Regions from separate parts of the Anas platyrhynchos genome. Here region 2 is linked to region 1. Evidence: chromatin contacts called from public Hi-C data. All regions are on one chromosome and are shown on one strand. The core of a region is the stretch at or near the end of the contact, and the rest is flanking DNA. Distances in the headings are between cores, read along the strand shown.

The links. Hi-C and Micro-C count contacts between places; a contact is called where the count stands out from the background.
Region 2: a contact with region 1 is called in a Hi-C map of skeletal muscle, with 2.9 times the contacts expected there. The contact joins two enhancer-like sites. A contact is called at or near these places in 3 of 8 Hi-C or Micro-C datasets (liver, skeletal muscle and subcutaneous adipose tissue).

The regions. Positions count from the first base shown.
Region 1 is chr14:12,089,959-12,093,062 of IASCAAS_PekinDuck_T2T, forward strand. No RefSeq gene overlaps it. Among named protein-coding and RNA genes, the nearest start is that of PSD2, 71 kb to the left of the region's middle. Within about 2 kb of position 1,338, at least 2 of the 8 cell types and tissues checked have an H3K27ac peak or open chromatin away from gene starts, as enhancers often do.
Region 2 is chr14:12,210,589-12,213,593 of IASCAAS_PekinDuck_T2T, forward strand. The region is part of intron 2 of NDUFA2 (NADH:ubiquinone oxidoreductase subunit A2); the gene reads right to left. Among named protein-coding and RNA genes, the nearest start is that of CXXC5, 26 kb to the left of the region's middle. Within about 2 kb of position 1,578, at least 3 of the 8 cell types and tissues checked have an H3K27ac peak or open chromatin away from gene starts, as enhancers often do.

The sequences.
Region 1 (3,104 bases), core at 88-2,587:
AAAAAGTGTTTATTTTCCCTTTTCATCCAGTTTTGAAGGGATGCTCCATTTTTTGCTTGGTTCTTAAAATCTTTTGTGCGCAGACAGGATGAAAAAATCACTCCACTACAGCTCTCTAGAAGTCCAGAGGGATACACAAGCCACTTTCGGGGTCACTTTTAGGGTTACAGGCACTTTCTGTCACACCCAGCATCCTTGGACTGCTCTGTCCACCCTCCTCTGGAGAGAAAGCCCAGGTGGGCTCAGCAGGGGCTTTGCTCCCAGCCTGGGGCAATGCAGCAGGGCTGCAGGGCCAGGCTCTGCTCTGGTCAGCTCACCTCGTGCTGGGGCCCCCGGGGCCAGGCGTGTCCCCCCCCGGGGTGCAGGCACGTCCCCCCTCACTGCCGCCCAGGCAGCGCCCAGCGGCCCGGGGCCACCTCTCCCACCTCTCGCCTATGTTGTTTGAACCATCAGCTGCAGCAATCAAATCACCTCCCCTCCCCAGCCCCACGTTAAAAGAGCTGGACCTAAAATTAATTTAGCCCTGCTCTTTGTTGTGGACAATACAGAGGGGATATTGTGTGTGGGGAGAGAAAGGCTTTTTGTTTGGGTGAGGAGACAGCGGCGGTCTGTTCTTGCGGACATCTGAAAACAAGGCTGGGAAGAGCGGCCCTTTAAGTTCGGCTGAAGCAAAAACACACAGCCCCATCTCACAATTAAACACAGTATCAAACCGAGAAAGGATCAATTGAGCCTAAAACAGAAAGCTCCCCATGTGACAGATTCCAGAAAGTACGTGATACACCATGCCCAGGGCTAGTACATGCCTGCTGTGTTTCCCAGTACATGATTAATTTGACTCAGGGCAGGAGGCTGCAGGCAAGGGATCTGCAGCACACACTGAAAAGTTTTAACACTTTGAAGACTGGAAGCGCGGCTGAGCGTGAGACAAAGGCAGGGCAGCGCGGATGCAGGCGGCTGCGGGGAGGCACGAGCTGGCTGCTGGTGCTGGCAGGGCGATGCGCTCAGCCTGGTTTTCTTTTAATCGCCAGCAAAGGGCATGTTTCCGACTCGGGACCAGCACCCAACTCACATCGCACCCATCCCATGCTGGGGTTCCCTATGGTCCTCTTGCAGGGAGGATGCTGAGGGCCAGGGGCTCCGGGTCTGGGGACCAGTCCCTGCTGGGGACCCTTCCCTTGGGCGGGTGGCAGGGACCGCTGGGGGCGGCTGCTTCCCTTGCCCGGGCTTTCAGGTGACCTTGGAGATGCTCGCAGTACAAACAATTAATACCTCGGTCCCTTAATTGCTGGAGAGTGCAGCCGAAGCCCAGGGGCACTTTCCCCGGGAGGCAAGGGGTGGCGCTGCGACACCGGCAGAGCCGCGCGGCCCGGCGGGGCGCAGCCGGGGGACACCGGGGGGGGGGACATCCCCACGGCCACCCCCAGCCGGCACCTCCCGGCCGCGGGGACACAGCCCTGCGGGGGCAGGACGCGGTCCCGGCCGTGCAGTGCACAGAGGACACCGCCGGGACACCCCTGTCACCAACACGCGACCGTGGGGGACACGTGGAGGTCCGTGCCATCAGCCCTGCAGAGCTCGCCCAAAGCGTGGTCGCTGTCCCCACAGAGCCACCCCGGATCCCCGAGGCCACCGTGGGGCTGGGGGGTTTTGGGGGGACAGCATGAAGCCGAGGGGCTGGTGTCACCGCAGCTCAGGCAGTGCAAATGACCCAGGGAGCAAAAGTAGCTCGTGCTGCCGGGGTGTCCTCAAGGAAGACCAGGTTGGAGATCCAGTGGCTTTATCAGTTGTTCCCAGCCTTTCTCCAGCCCTGGGCATGGCACCGGCTTTGTGCTGGGCCCCCGGGAGCCCCAGGCAGAGCTGCTCCCCGGTGCTACACCTGCAGGCTGATGCAGCGGAGCTGCAGCCTGCGCTGTGTACGTCAGCCATGAGCTTTAATTTGGGGCAGGAGGAGCAGAGTCCTGCCTTCCCCATGGGAATGTACTGCATCCCAGGGCTGCTCTGCTCCCTGCCAGGCTGAGACCCAAATCCGCACTTCTTTTCCCAAAATAGCTTTGTTGGCAGGGCAGCTCAAGCTGCCTCAGGAAGGAACCAGACCCACAAGTCATTGGGAATGAGCCCCACAGACATTTGGCTCCATCCTCCTGTGACTCTCTGGGGTCGGGATGCACTAAAGCAGGCATCCCCATGTGGGATGACGAGCAGGACAGAGCTGGCAAGCAGCGGGGTCAGCCCGTCCTTGGGCTCTGTTCCCCCTCATAAAATGCAGACGTTCCTGCCTGCCTCACAGAGGGGCTCCGTTCATTATCCGCTGCAAAGTGCTGCGAGATCCTTGGATCAAAGGTGCCGTCACAGCGTCGAGCCTGATTATTATTGATTATCCGTTTCAAGCCAGGTCCCAAACGAAGCCAGTGAGCCCTGAACGCGGAGGAGCCGAGGGAGGGCCCGGCAATCGACTGGCGATTTTTACTGCGGATGACCCGAGCCAGGGAGCAATTTCTGTTCATCCATCAAGGAAGATCCAGGCGTGAGCAAACAGTCAGGTCATGGGCATTCATTTTATTATTAAATCCTAAAGGGGCCGCGGCTCGTGCAGCTGGATGTAAGTGATCTTCGTGTTAAAAAGACGAGCTTTGAATTTAATTTTGCAGCCAGGCTGATAGACCTGGGGATGACTCAGCCAGAAGAACCAGCCAGGGTTTCTATTCCGGGTGGATGGGACATGGGCAGGGAGAGTCAGGGACCAGCTGCCAGCACAGCACAGCCCCCTGCTCCCTTCCTAAGCACCCCTTGTCCCCGTGTCTCCCCCTGTCCTGATCCCTGCCCCACACACACCGCCTCGCACACTGCACCGCGCACACTGCATTGTGCACGCTGAGCCATGCACAGTGCACCACATGCCCTGCACCACATGTAGGGCCCCATGCACCCTTGCAGCATGCACGCTGTGCAGTGCATCGATGCACCACGAGCACAGCACCCCGCACAGCTGCACCCAATGTCCCTTCGCTGCCTGCAGAGGGGACTGGCTCTCTGCCCCAGTCAGTGGGACAGCTGTTGGCCCGGTGCTGGCAGCAGGATGGATGCTGTGCTGCTTGGCTGAG
Region 2 (3,005 bases), core at 328-2,827, 120 kb after region 1:
CCAGGTCCCATGGCCCCAAAAGCCAGCAGGAGCTCGCAGCGCCCGTGCTCCCGGCCCGCTGGTCCTCAGGGGACGGAGGCGCAGCGGGGAGCAGAGCAGGATGCTCGCTAATTACCTCCGTGCTGCAAAACCTGCCCCCTCCCCTCGCCACCCCGGTAAGCCGCTGCAGCTTCAGCGCAGGGTGGGGAATTGCTGCTTTTCCACCAGATTAGCATTTAAAGAGCACGCACCGCTCCATCCACCCCTACCCACAGCTGCCCAGGGGCAAGGTGACCCGTGGGGACACAGAGCTGCCATCCCCACGCCCTCCAGCGCTGCCCCGTGGTGCTGGACCGGTGGAGAACTGAGGCAGGAGCTGCTCAGGGGGGGTTGCACACCAACTCCATACGGGAGAGCAGGGTGCAGCCTTGGTTTTGCTTTTTGGACACGGTTTGTGCTGTGTGTCACGCTACCCCCAGGCTGGGGACTCCCAGGCTCCCTGGGGTGGGGAGTGGATGCGTGGGTGCTGCACGGGCACAGCCCCATGGCCACCCCCTGCCTTGCCCCCAGCTCCCTCCCAGTGGGGCACAGACCCCCACGGGGTGCCACCAGCCCCGTCCTCCCGACAGACCCACCGGTGACTCGAGGTGACCGGTGGCCCCGCGTCCCACCCACTGTGCTCTCAACTCCACGGCCCAGCTGGGGCAGAGCAAAGAGCTTTTTTTGCAGAGGATTTTTGGCTTCTTTGCATGAGAACTGGCGATGTCCCCGCTGCTCTGAATCCACCGCTGGGTGCTGGAAGGGAGGAGGAGCGAGATAATAACAGCTCCTGCCGCCGAGTCCGGAAGCGGGTCCACACGCAGCCGTCAGATTGGGGGATTTGCATAGCACAGATGGCAGCCCAGGAATTTCAAAGCAGCCCCCGTGCCGCAGCAGCTGAGCGGCTCGGCGGCCCCGTGCAGCTGCCGGAGGCGACGGCGCTGCCCTGGTGTCTGGGGCCGGGCGGCAGGAGGAGGACGTGGCTGGCACGGCACGGCACGAGGGCCACGAGGGGCAGGCCGGGAGCACAACAGCAGCGAGGGGCAGGCACCAGCCCCAAAGCCAAGGGGTCTGCTGAGACCTCGCCACCCGTTTGTGCCACCGGGACGTGGGGGCTGCACCCAGGGGGGGTGAGGGCAGGCGGCGATGCCACGGGCCAGGGGTGCCCGCATGGCGGCGGAGGCGCCCGCCGGGCAGGAGCTGTGTGGAAGGGCACCCGCAAGGGCTGGAGGGCACGACACGTGAGAGACGGCGGGAGCTAAATTTACACCGCCTTGAAGCACGCCGCCTCCAAGGAGACAGGAGCGCAGGCTATAAATACCTGCGGGGAAACAACGGGGGACGGAGGCGGTGAATTATTCACGGGCGCAAGATGGCAGGGCACGGCGCAAGCCAGGCCCCGGGGGGGAGAGCGGGCGCTGCGGGGCAGGAGTGGGGCACGGCCTGGCCCCGTGGGGAGGATGCTGGCCCCAAAGCATGGGCAGGGCTGGGTTTGTCCCCACCAGCCCCACGGGGCCGGCAGCTGCTCAGCGGAGGCGTGAGGGCCGCGGCAGGCCATGGCTGCGGGGCCTTGGGGCCTCCTGCCAGCAGCGGGCCCGGCAGATGGGCGGCGTGGGGCCGCGGGACAGCCGGCACCGCTGGCTGCCCTGGGGAGCGGGGGGGGGCAGGGACCCCCATACTGGTGCTGGCTCTGTGGGGGGAGTGTGGCAATGTGCCTGTGTCCCCTGTCCCCAGGGACACCCCACAGCACCCCCCAGCTGTCCCTGAGGGTTTCCTGCTTTTTCCCCCAGGAGGGGATGCATTCCTCCCAGCATGTCCAGCCTGCTGCATGTCAAGGAGACCCCCCGGGGGTCATTCGGGGCGCTGGAGCATCGAAGAGCGCGTCCACCCATGCGTTAAAAAGAAAAAGAGGGAAAATGGAACAACAAAAAAGGGAAAAGAAAAAGGAAAGGAAAAGGAAAGGAAAGGAAAGGAAAGGAAAGGAAAGGAAAGGAAAGGAAAGGAAAGGAAAGGAAAGGAAAGGAAAGGAAAGGAAAGGAAAGGAAAGGAAAGGAAAGGAAAGGAAAGGAAAGGAAAGGAAAAAATATTAAAAAAAAAAAAAAAAGAAGAAAGAAAAGCAATGAAATAAAATGAAATTAAGTGAAACTAAGTGAAATGAATCAAAACAACGCCAAACAACCCAAAACAAAGCAGGTTTGCTCCCACCGAAAGCTTTCCCCGAGCCCCCTCTCCTCGCAGAGCCCCGCTCAGTCACGGGGGGGCCGCGGGCAGCGCCGCTTCCCTGGGCCTTTGCTGCCCCCCCCTGGCCGCCGAGATGCGGCGGCGGCGGGGCCGGGGGGGGGGCGCTGGCCGCGGGCAGCCCGGGCTCTGCGACCCCGCTGCAAGTGCCCGGGGGGGCCGGTGCAATCCAGGAACCCCCCTCCAGTGCCCCTGGGAGAGGGCCGGGCCCAGGCCCCCCCCCCGGAGGCGAAGGCTCTTGGAGGAGGAGAGCTATCAGGGCTTGCTTGGAGGAGGAGGAAAGCTGGAGCAATAAGGAGAAATAGGGAGAAATAAGGAGAAATAAGGGGAAATGAGGGGAAATGAGGGGAAATAAGGGGAAATAGGGAGTAGCCTGGAGGGTTCTGTGCCCAGCAGTGGGCTGCTGAAGGGCAGCACTGCGTGGCCGCCTCACAGCAGGAAGGGGGCTAAGCAGGCGAGGCCCAAATCCTGCGTTTGTCAGGGCCAAACCCCTCAGCTCTGCTCCAGGGCACCCAGCAGGCCCCAGGTCCCCTCTCCGGGTGCTGGCGGCAGGACAGGACCCAGGTCCCAGCCTCTCACAACCACCAGGGCAGGTGCTGGTGAGGGTAGGGGTCTCTGGTATGCCGAGACGAGCCGCAGTGATGTTCCTTACAGCAGCCAGCACCTCACGGCTGGGTTGAGTTACCCAACCGGGGTGAGATTTGACTTGAGCATTTAATGTGGAAGATCCAGCGGAGTGTCCGTGCTTA